Regions from separate parts of the Mus musculus genome. Here all the other regions are linked to region 1. Evidence: chromatin contacts called from public Hi-C data. All regions are on one chromosome and are shown on one strand. Each heading gives the region's core, a stretch centred on a gene start, on an enhancer-like site or on the middle of the called end of the contact. The rest is flanking DNA. Distances are from core to core; before and after follow the strand shown. Region 1 overlaps A930011G23Rik (RIKEN cDNA A930011G23 gene). Region 2 has its middle 13 kb from the start of Gm35394. Region 3 overlaps A930011G23Rik (RIKEN cDNA A930011G23 gene).

Region 1 (3,162 bases), core at 443-2,942:
TCCAGGGCAGAAGCTTTGAAGGTAGGATTGAGTCAGGAAATGCAGGAGAGCGGGAAGGAGAGCTGACAAAACGTAATCCCAAAAGACAAGGTCACAAACTCTCATAAGATCAGGCATGGCCTGGGAAGTGAAGAGCACAAACGCCCAGAGGAGAGAACATTCCAGCAGAGCAACGGGCTCACCCTTGTGCTGCACAGTCTTCTCTAGGTCCTGACCATTGAACCCAGGGCCTGTATACACAAAGCGCACACCACCAAGTCACACCCCTGGTTCTGGATCAAAGGAAGATGATATGGGGAGACTGTGGCAAACAGGACGAAAACAATTTTAATGTTAAAGAGTAAAAAAAGGTCTTAGAGATTGTATCCATATTCAAGTTGCTATAACAAAGTTTTATTGGCATTCATGACTGAAGTTATTGGCTAGATAAATAAATGCCATGTCACAAGATATATAAAGGGAAAAACAGGAATAAAGGGAAGTCCCAAAACATTCCAAAGAAAGAAGATAGTCGAATGGAGGTTTGAATTAAGAGTATACTTTTATTCAATCTAGAAAACCATTCTTGAAGAACTTGGAGAAAACTTGAAGTGTTGGTTAGATGTGCTGAAAGGTTCTGAGGTTCCCATTAGTCTGTATGGCTACTTGTAAAATCACGGAACAGAAAGGCTAGGAAAGAAATGCCTGGGGACAATAAACTCTGACCCCTAATATCAGGCCTCGTTGTCTCTGTAATCTGTTAATTTCTGCACCAGTCACAGTTAGTCAAGGAAATAGAAGCCGGAAATATAAAAGATCTGTTGCATGGATCTGGACCCGTCCATATGATGGAGGCACTGGGGCTATAGCAGTGAGTCCCAGCCTCTTGAAATATATAGCCTGGTGGTTATGAAGGGGACATAGAAGGGACAGGGGAAGGGGGACATAGTGAGGGGAGGAAGAGATAGAGAGGGAGGGGGAAGAAGGGGAGGGGGATGGAGGGAGGAGAGGGGAAGGGAGGGAGAGAGAGAGGTAAAATGCACATCAAATGATGTGTTTAGAATATAATATTATAGACATATGTGTGGATGCATTGGGAGATCAGGAAGTGCCATGGGATTGGCAGACAGAATGGACATGGACTTGTGGTAGAGATGGAGAGATAGGTAATGAACCAGTGTGGGTTTTCGCTCTGCACAAGGAGATTAAGAAGGAAAATGGGAATAAAAATGAAATTAAGAAGTCAGCAAGCATTCCTCATGCTCATTCTTTCTCTTCTTACATATTCATGATGTGCAACTCCTCCCCCAGGAGGCTACAGAATCCCATCAACGGGGATGATATCCTTTTATGGCCTATTAAAAAAAATACACGTCTCAGAGGCCAGCTGCACATCTGCTAGGCTCTAGCAAAGAGAATGTTGTATATACTTTTTTTTTTTTTTACATTCAAGATTAGTGCATTTCAGCTTGCTGTAGTTAGAAGAGAGCTCATCCCACAGAGTTTGGTCCTGGGATCCTGTCTAAGGGCGTCGAGGATCTGAAGAAAGGACAGACACAAGGACTGTGTGCACTCTGGTAAGGCGGCACCAGCCACCTCAGTGACTGAGAACCTCGGACTGTTTGTTCTGCACAGCACATCTGGGAGGAGGCCTCTGCAGTTGTTCTTGTAGCTCATACTGGTCAGTCGTTTGTAAACACTCATGCTTGGGACTGAAGAGGGCGTTGTCTTTTGTAGCCTCACCTAGGAGAAAAGCTTTGCCAACTTCCCCTAAGTTCAAGGCCTAGATCCTTGGCATGGCTGCCTCCTGTCAAACAATGTATTTGTTCAGAACACCACTCATGCAGGACTTTGCTCCGTAAAGAAGGTGACAGAGATGGTGGAATGTAGGTATGACTAATGTACCAAATTCCAGTCTCGGCTCAGAGGACTCCATGGGAAAGAGGTAATTTCTACAACGACTGTGTCTGACCAGAAAGGCGACAGTGTGGCTCCTTATCCTTCCCCAAACCAAAATAAACCCTCGTGGTATCAGCATGGGGGCTGGGCTGAAGGGAGTAGAAATTAACTCCAAGAGGTTTAATGAACAACCATGGCTTGTTTCTAAGACACCAGGAATGGGTCTGAGAGTTGGGAAGGTAGTCCAGCTTCAGAAAGGGACTAGGAGTAGACATTGGGATTTTCAGGTCTCTGATTCCAGCTCAGTGGCTTCATTTCCTTTGGGGCCATCTTCCTTTGCTGGCTAGAACATGTGGTGGACTGTCTGTCAACCCTGAAGTTATTAGTGCTGAGCTTTGTCGAGAGACTCCTGGTTTCAAGCCTGGGTGGATGCTTTGGACGGAATATTTAGCCTAGTCGATCAGTGATGACCCAAGTCCAGGAAAGAAGGCCTTCGAGAGCCACAGTGGACAGATGTATCATGGACAAATTAGTTTCTTCCAGGAATCACATTGGAAGAGAAAGAACAGGGTTGGCATACCACACACCTAGGCTCATTTGTGAATATCTTCCTTTATAAAGATTTATTTTTTTGTCATATGTACACGTGCCTGCATGGATGTTGTACGCATATCCTCTGTGTGCCCTGTGCACGCAGAGGACAGAAGGCAGCACCCAATCACCCACACCTGGAGTCACAGACAGTTTTGAGCCTCCATGTTGGTTCTAAGAACCAAATGTGGTTCGTCTACAAGATTAGCAAGTGCCTTCAGCTGCCCGAGCCATCTCTCTAACCCCTACTTATGAAAAATCGGATTTCTGTCTTTACTCTTTTCTTTGCCCTGATCTGTGGGGCAGCCATTATTACCACATCCCTGGGAAACAGACTACAGTGAGATCTTTCAGGAAACAATAGACAGTGTGATCACTCGTCCCCCTACTTTCCAATCTGCTTACCCCGAAAATTAAAACAAAACCAAAATAAACTAAGTGAGTAATAATAATATAATTAGATCATTGCTTAGCTCTCAGGAATGCAGACACAGCCTTGGAAATGGTTCTTGAGACACAGCCTTTCTTATCTTGGGAAAGCAGATGGTAGGTCGGTGGTAAGACTGTATATCAGGTTAACATTCTGATGTGTGAGCATGGTGCTTTAACTTCATGGTGTCCTTGGTGAGTGCACCACTCAAGGTTCTGGCTCCTTGAGCATCCTCCGGGTCAGTCTTCTAAGAAAACAAGGAG
Region 2 (3,162 bases), core at 482-2,981, 240 kb after region 1:
TATTTATAAATCTATATCTATATCTAGGACTACAAAGATCTCTATCTCTATCTATCTATCTATCTATCTATCTATCTATCTATCTATCTATCTGAAGTACTATTAGTCGGAAAGGTACAAGCTCTTCCTACAACATGACCTGTGGAGGTTATACAGCAGAACTTTGTAATTCACAGTAAGGCTGGGAGACCCTTGGGGGATTACAATATTTTCAACAGTAAATGAGAGAGTGAATGCACACACACACACACATTTTTAAAATCACAAACTCCGGGAGTCAGATTTACAAAGCTTCCTATACACATGCCTCTAAACCTGTGCTTTACTTTTGAATATTTATCATTCTCAGTGAGGTCCTAGTAGAAATGCCCCCCAGGACCCCTAAAGAGGGTTAAGATTTACATAGCATAGTTCTCACTGCTGCTTCGATAACAAATATTTACCGGAAAGCAGGGCGAGCTTCTTCATTTAAAAAGAATTACTTGGTTTGACTTAATGAAGCAAGAATTAGCTGTTTGCTGTATCACTTGCCCCACTGCTGTGATATAGATCTATCTTCATTAAGAAAATCTAGTATATTCCTAGCAGGTTACAGCAACCTATACATTTGAGGGAACTGGTAAGAAAGAAGACCATTGATTCTAACTGGAACAACAGCAGGGATTTGAACAGAATGCAGTAATCTGCCATGAAATATTACCATTATCTCAATTAAAGTTCATGCTCTTTGTCTTCTACAAAAGCAGCCTAGCAGACTTCCATAACTCTCCAAACAGGTGTCTTTATCACCCTTTTAAATAAGGTGAATGTAACATAGTAAACGAAAGAATGAACGAACGAACAAATGAACACACGACTAAATAAACACCCTTGGAAGTTCCATTCTAGGGTGCTATCTTCAAGAGAAGTCACACCTTCAGCATCATAAAATACACAAACCAGCATAGCTGTGTGCTTTGGACTTCTGCCACTCAAGTCAACTGTAGTGTTGACCCAGTGGAGATGACGTAATACCCTGGGAACACTATGATCTCAGGGGACTTGGTTACGAAAGTTCTGCTTACAGGTTTATGCGTTCTTAAATTTGGCCAATCTATTATCTCAAATGAAGACATTCCAAGTTTTATGACTGAAATATATTCACCTTTAAAATAATAAGATCTGCAAGATGAGATATATTTATTTACCATCTGGGGCCACTGTAGTGTTTGGGGTTAGGAGTCGTGAGGTCATGGGGAAGGAAGAGAGTGATGAGTAAGAAAAGTCATTGGAGATGAGTTTTCACTCCCAGAAGGACAGTTTTGTTTTAGAATCTGCTCCTCAAAGAGCTTAGCATACTTCACCAATATATCCTGGGTTGTGCATCTCTCAGGCTCTACGTTTTACGACTTCCATTGAACAACTTTTCTTGGTAATAGAAGAGGTTTGTTTGTTTGTTTGGCCAGTCCCTGAAACATCCATCATTTTGGTAGAGTAATTGTTTTTGTCTCTTTCTGTAGGTCCTCATTGATGTTTCTTGACATAGTATTTTGAGCAGTAGTGTCTAGGGTGGATGGGAATTTAGGCATCTTTTAATATTCATTCACTTGATGGAGTTCCTTCATTCTTTAGAACTGGAAGCTTAGAGGAATAAGTAGAATAAAACCATAGAAACTTGTACAGCACGCCACCAAGGCTGCCAGCCTCTCAAGTGGGTCTGACCTCAGAGCCAATACTTGCACAATACTGTGAGAACAGCTATGTATTGAGCAACTATTTGATGAGGTATGACTGTAGGACACACAGATGTGGTGGGACGTGATATCAGTAACTTGACTCCCTTTGGTCGATTCTGAACAAGCCTATTTATATCATTGGGGACCCCCAGAATCATCTGATTCTAAATGACTTACCCCTTTCTTAACATATCTATTTCCCATCAAGATGGATGTCACAGTACAGGAGACAGCTTCTGTGATGAGCAAGGCACAGAGATCTGAATTGTCTCACACTCCAGAAAAACCTTGGGTTTCACAAATGGACTAAATTTATAGTTGCTAGTTTTGGGGTAGGAGTTAATGTGGGAGTCTGTCATTCAAAAATAAAATTTAACATTTGTTTGACTTTTGATATCAAAGGAAGAGTTCTCTCCCTCCCACCCCACCTCCCGTTGTTGGCTCAGATAGGGACTAGGACAAGTTAATTTAAAGACTGGTGACTTAATGCTTTCAGCCGCTGATGGCCCCCAACCCGCTCTTCTCTGAAGCATATTTTGTGACTGGGAAGCTTATCTGGAGCCTATGAAAATTTCCCCAAAACAAAGCGATTTCTTCTAAGTTCTTTCTGCTCTTTTAAAATTATTTGAAGGCAATAACTTTGTGGACTAATGTCCATATTCTGGTTAACGTCCTCACTTTTCAGTGCAGTCCTGAAAAGTGTTGGGGGTACTGTATTTTGTAGGCAAGTGTGGGGAGCATTGTATCTTGTAAGTACATACCTTGTCTCAGTCAGCACAGTAGAACATTGTATCTTGTAGGTACATACCTTGTCTCTACTGTCTCAGTCAGCACAGTAGAACTCATCCTTCTCTATGTGTGCTTTGGAGCAGTCAGCTGACTTCCAAGAATAAGAAACAGCAAACTCCATCACAGCTCATCAGGGTAATTGTTGACTTCTGGAAACAGAAATATGCAAGAAGGGACTTATTATGTATGTTGGTTTCTTTGCACTGAATGGAATTATCTGAAAAATTATATCCAAACCCAAATATTTTACTGTACAGAGAGTAATCATTTAATGTTCATCTTCTAGAAGTTACACGCTGCATCCCTCAGATCATCAGATCATATGGGCAATCTACAGATGTGCTTCTAAGCTCTGTGTACTTAACAACTATATTGAGTCATTTTGTGTGAAATGAAAATTTCACATATACATATGGATGTGGGATTCTTTTTTAAAAGCAGCTAATACTGAGTCCATACCATATCCATAAGTCTCAAACTCACAGCTACATTTACAAGGTATATAGACTCTTTTATATTCCTTTAGATGGCATATAGACCCTCTTAAATCAGATATAAAAATTTTAGTTTCCATCTGTGTTTGTTTTGTATATTTACATGAGTATATCTATATGTGCATATTGGGAAGTATAAGTTGTTTTCTCCCTCTTTAAAGTGC
Region 3 (3,162 bases), core at 231-2,730, 190 kb after region 1:
GAAGGGGAATGGGGAGAGAGGGGGAAGGGGAATGGGGAAAGAGGAGGACCAGGAGAAAGGGGACAGAGCAAGAGCAAGAGAGCAAGAGAGAGGGGAGTGGGCAAGCAGCCTCTTTTATAGTGAGCCAGGCACACCTGGCTGTAGCCAGGTCACTGTGGGGCACAGCCCAGACCAAATGCCAACATGCATTGCATATATATTAAGAGGTTCATTATGAATATGGATGTTTCCATCTAAGAAAGTAGTCTAGAATTTGGGTAGATTAGAGACTCACTTTCCACGCCATATCTTTATGTATTTTAATTTTCTTCTACACTCTTCTTAGGCTATTATGAAAACTATGTAATGACTTTTAGTTAGTTTTTGCTTTGTAGATCAGGCCCAGGCTGGTAGAGATCAGCCTGCCTCTGCATGCAGAGCGCTAGGATTAAAGGTGTGCACCGCAATGCTCAGTTTGAAATTATGTAATCATTTTAAAAAGCAAAAATCATACAGATAGGTGATAAACTACCCAATATTGGGTGAAAACTTCTCACTAGCGCAGACAGGGCAACAGACCTGCAGAACAATAACCCTGAGCTTCACAGCGCTGGCTTCTTTCTTATCAATTAAAAGGACAGTCTCCTCTTGGCTTCAGTTTCAGATTTTAACGCCAGGCTCAGTAAATAAGTACTTTTTGTCCCATTTCCCATCCTTTTGCAAACATTTATCTTTTCATGAGTATGAACCAGTCTTACTGGGCAATGATTATTTTTGTTAAAGCGAAAAGACAGAAATGTCATAGGCAGGAACTGCCATCTGCCCTCCCTCCTCCCTGGACTTAGTTTTGGAAGAAAAGAAAGATAAACAGAACGGGAGGGACAGAGACACTCAGGGTCCTGTGCAGAGTGCCAAAAAGAACAGGGGAAAGATTCAAATGAGAGGAGACAAGAGGGGTGGGGGCAGTGAAGGGAAAAACGGGGAGAGTGTGGGAAAGAGAGTGGGGGCGTTGGAACTGGTACAGGCTCCAAAAGCCAGATGCTGAGGATGAGTGGAAAGGGGGAGAGAGACTGAAACAGTCACTGAAAGATTGCTGAATTTGACTCCAAGAGAGATGGCAAGGAAACTTTGAGAACAGAAATTCAGTAAGGCTGAGAAATGGAGTGGGACGTGCCACTTTGACAAGATATCAAGCATATTTTGACTGTGATGAGACTTCTTACGGGGGTAGGCCTTTTTCTGGGTGATTTGCTGGTGTCAATGACAGTTGTCCTTAACCTTCAGTCCCAGTCTTCCAACCCGAAATCAGAGAGTGCAGCACGTTCATGGGTGAGAGAGAGGCAGAAATGAAGCCGCTTGCTTCTATGTTCCTTTATCCAGTGAGGAGGAGAACGGGCGCTGAAAGAGCGCTTTATCTCATGGCCTTGCAGCTGGAGACAGCACGTCTGTCTCTCCAACAAACGTCAGTCCAGGCACTTCTGACCCAGACAGTCCTTGACAAGAGGCACCCCACCCACCGAACTGTAGCCAAGTAGCTGTAGGAGGCAGGGAGTTCGCAGAACAACCTCCAGACTCATTGGGGAAATGGAAAATCTGAGGGCAGAGCAAATCAGGACCGATGTTAGCAAAAACGAAACTCACAGGAGACACACTGGCGCGGGAAATATGAGAGACAGGGGAGGAAGAGGAGCGAATGCCGTGACCTGTAGTGCAGAATACACCCAGCTGGGTTCTGACTGCAGGATCCTCTTAAAATTCATTTTGAGGAAATGCAATTTACCCCGTGATGACAGAAAGTTTCAGGATTCTGTGTTAGCAGTTTGTAAAAGCCATGGGAATCTCCTAAAAGGACATCCACCCCAGCTTCTATGCTTTAACCCAGACTCTGAAAATCTGAGGATACCTGACCATGGATCTACTGGTGCCACACAAGGGGTACCCGAGTGTCACATGAGGCAGTGACAGAGCTGGCTTTCCAGGAGTAATTTCCTGATTTGTTACAGTAAGACACTAATTAGCCTACAGTGGATACTGTGACCAACATCCCTAGAAAACAAAGATGGGAAAACTTAGTCACAATCTTGCCCCAGGCTGCTGTTACCTTTTGTCTATATGTTGTTAGCCTATAGAGGAATTATTAATAGATTGACCCTGAGGCTTGCTTGCTACTTACAAAAGAAGAAGCTGTTCTCAAGTGCTGAGAAAAAAATGAGAAAATAGAAAAATAAAATTAAAAAGTTTACCCTAAAACTTCCTGTGGGAGTCATTTAGTAAGGTCAACAACTTGCCTTTTGAAGTGCTAGGATATCTTGAGTGTTTTATGTAAATAATTTTTTCTCTTGAGTTTCACTTTATACCTTTCTGTCCTGTTCCTTACCATGCTATCAGCAGCGGGTGTTCCACCCTTTATGTCCCCTCTGATAATCTCTAATTGAATAGTAAATAGCTGAGCATACAAAGCCATGGGCAGGACAAGAGGAACAGGTTCTGAGTCAGTACAAGAGAAAGATGGTCACCTGAACTTCAGCCTTCATGGTTGTCCGTCTGGACACCCGAACTCCAGCCACCGTGGCTGTCCGTCTCGGTTTCAGTGTGTTAACTTTGCAGGGTCATGGGATGCTGAGAACTAATTTTGTCTTCTTTATATCCTTATCTTTGGTCTTTTTAACTAAGATGCCTAGGTGCATTCAGGAATAATGAAATACTTTCAACATAAATTGAGGAAATCCTGGGCAATTGTGACTTTATGAACATAAACCGTAGCAAAAACAGTTACAGAAAGGAAGGGTAGATTCATTCTCCCATATCAAAACACATTTATTACTTCCAAAAAATTCTAATTTATGTTTGTCTTAGTTAGGGTTTTACTGCTGTGAACAGACACCATGACCAAGGCAACTTGTAGACAACATTTAATTGGGGCTGGCTTACAGGTTCAGAGGTTCAGTCCGTTATCATCAAGGTGGGAGCATGGCAGCGTCCAGGCAGGCATGGTGCAGGAGGAGCTGAGAGTTCTACATCTTCATCTGAAGGCTGCTAGCAGAATACTGACTTCCAGGCAGTTAGGGTGAGGGTCTTACAGCCAGCACTCACAGTGACACACTCACTCCAACAAGGTCACACCTCCAAATAGTACCACTTCCTGGGCAAGCATATTCAAACCACAACGATGTTTATTTTACA

Evidence for each region. Hi-C and Micro-C count contacts between places; a contact is called where the count stands out from the background.
Region 2: a contact with region 1 is called in a Hi-C map of liver, with 4 times the contacts expected there. The contact joins two enhancer-like sites. A contact is called at or near these places in 4 of 484 Hi-C or Micro-C datasets (bone marrow-derived macrophages and liver) and 4 of 115 datasets of contacts at active chromatin or transcription factors (astrocytes, embryonic basal ganglia, embryonic stem cells and 1 more).
Region 3: a contact with region 1 is called in a Hi-C map of liver, with 2.0 times the contacts expected there. The contact joins two enhancer-like sites. A contact is called at or near these places in 4 of 484 Hi-C or Micro-C datasets (Sertoli cells and liver) and 2 of 115 datasets of contacts at active chromatin or transcription factors (astrocytes and double positive thymocytes).

Annotation. Positions count from the first base shown.
Region 1 is chr5:99,525,706-99,528,867 of GRCm38.p6, reverse strand. All of the region lies in intron 2 of A930011G23Rik (RIKEN cDNA A930011G23 gene), which reads left to right. Among named protein-coding and RNA genes, the nearest start is that of Gm35253, 17 kb to the right of the region's middle. Within about 2 kb of position 1,692, at least 21 of the 459 cell types and tissues checked have an H3K27ac peak or open chromatin away from gene starts, as enhancers often do. A contact at or near this core is called in liver, where this site is marked.
Region 2 is chr5:99,282,395-99,285,556 of GRCm38.p6, reverse strand. No RefSeq gene overlaps it. Among named protein-coding and RNA genes, the nearest start is that of Gm35394, 13 kb to the right of the region's middle. Within about 2 kb of position 1,731, at least 21 of the 459 cell types and tissues checked have an H3K27ac peak or open chromatin away from gene starts, as enhancers often do. A contact at or near this core is called in liver, where this site is marked.
Region 3 is chr5:99,338,304-99,341,465 of GRCm38.p6, reverse strand. All of the region lies in intron 3 of A930011G23Rik (RIKEN cDNA A930011G23 gene), which reads left to right. Among named protein-coding and RNA genes, the nearest start is that of Gm35314, 27 kb to the left of the region's middle. Within about 2 kb of position 1,480, at least 105 of the 459 cell types and tissues checked have an H3K27ac peak or open chromatin away from gene starts, as enhancers often do. A contact at or near this core is called in liver, where this site is marked.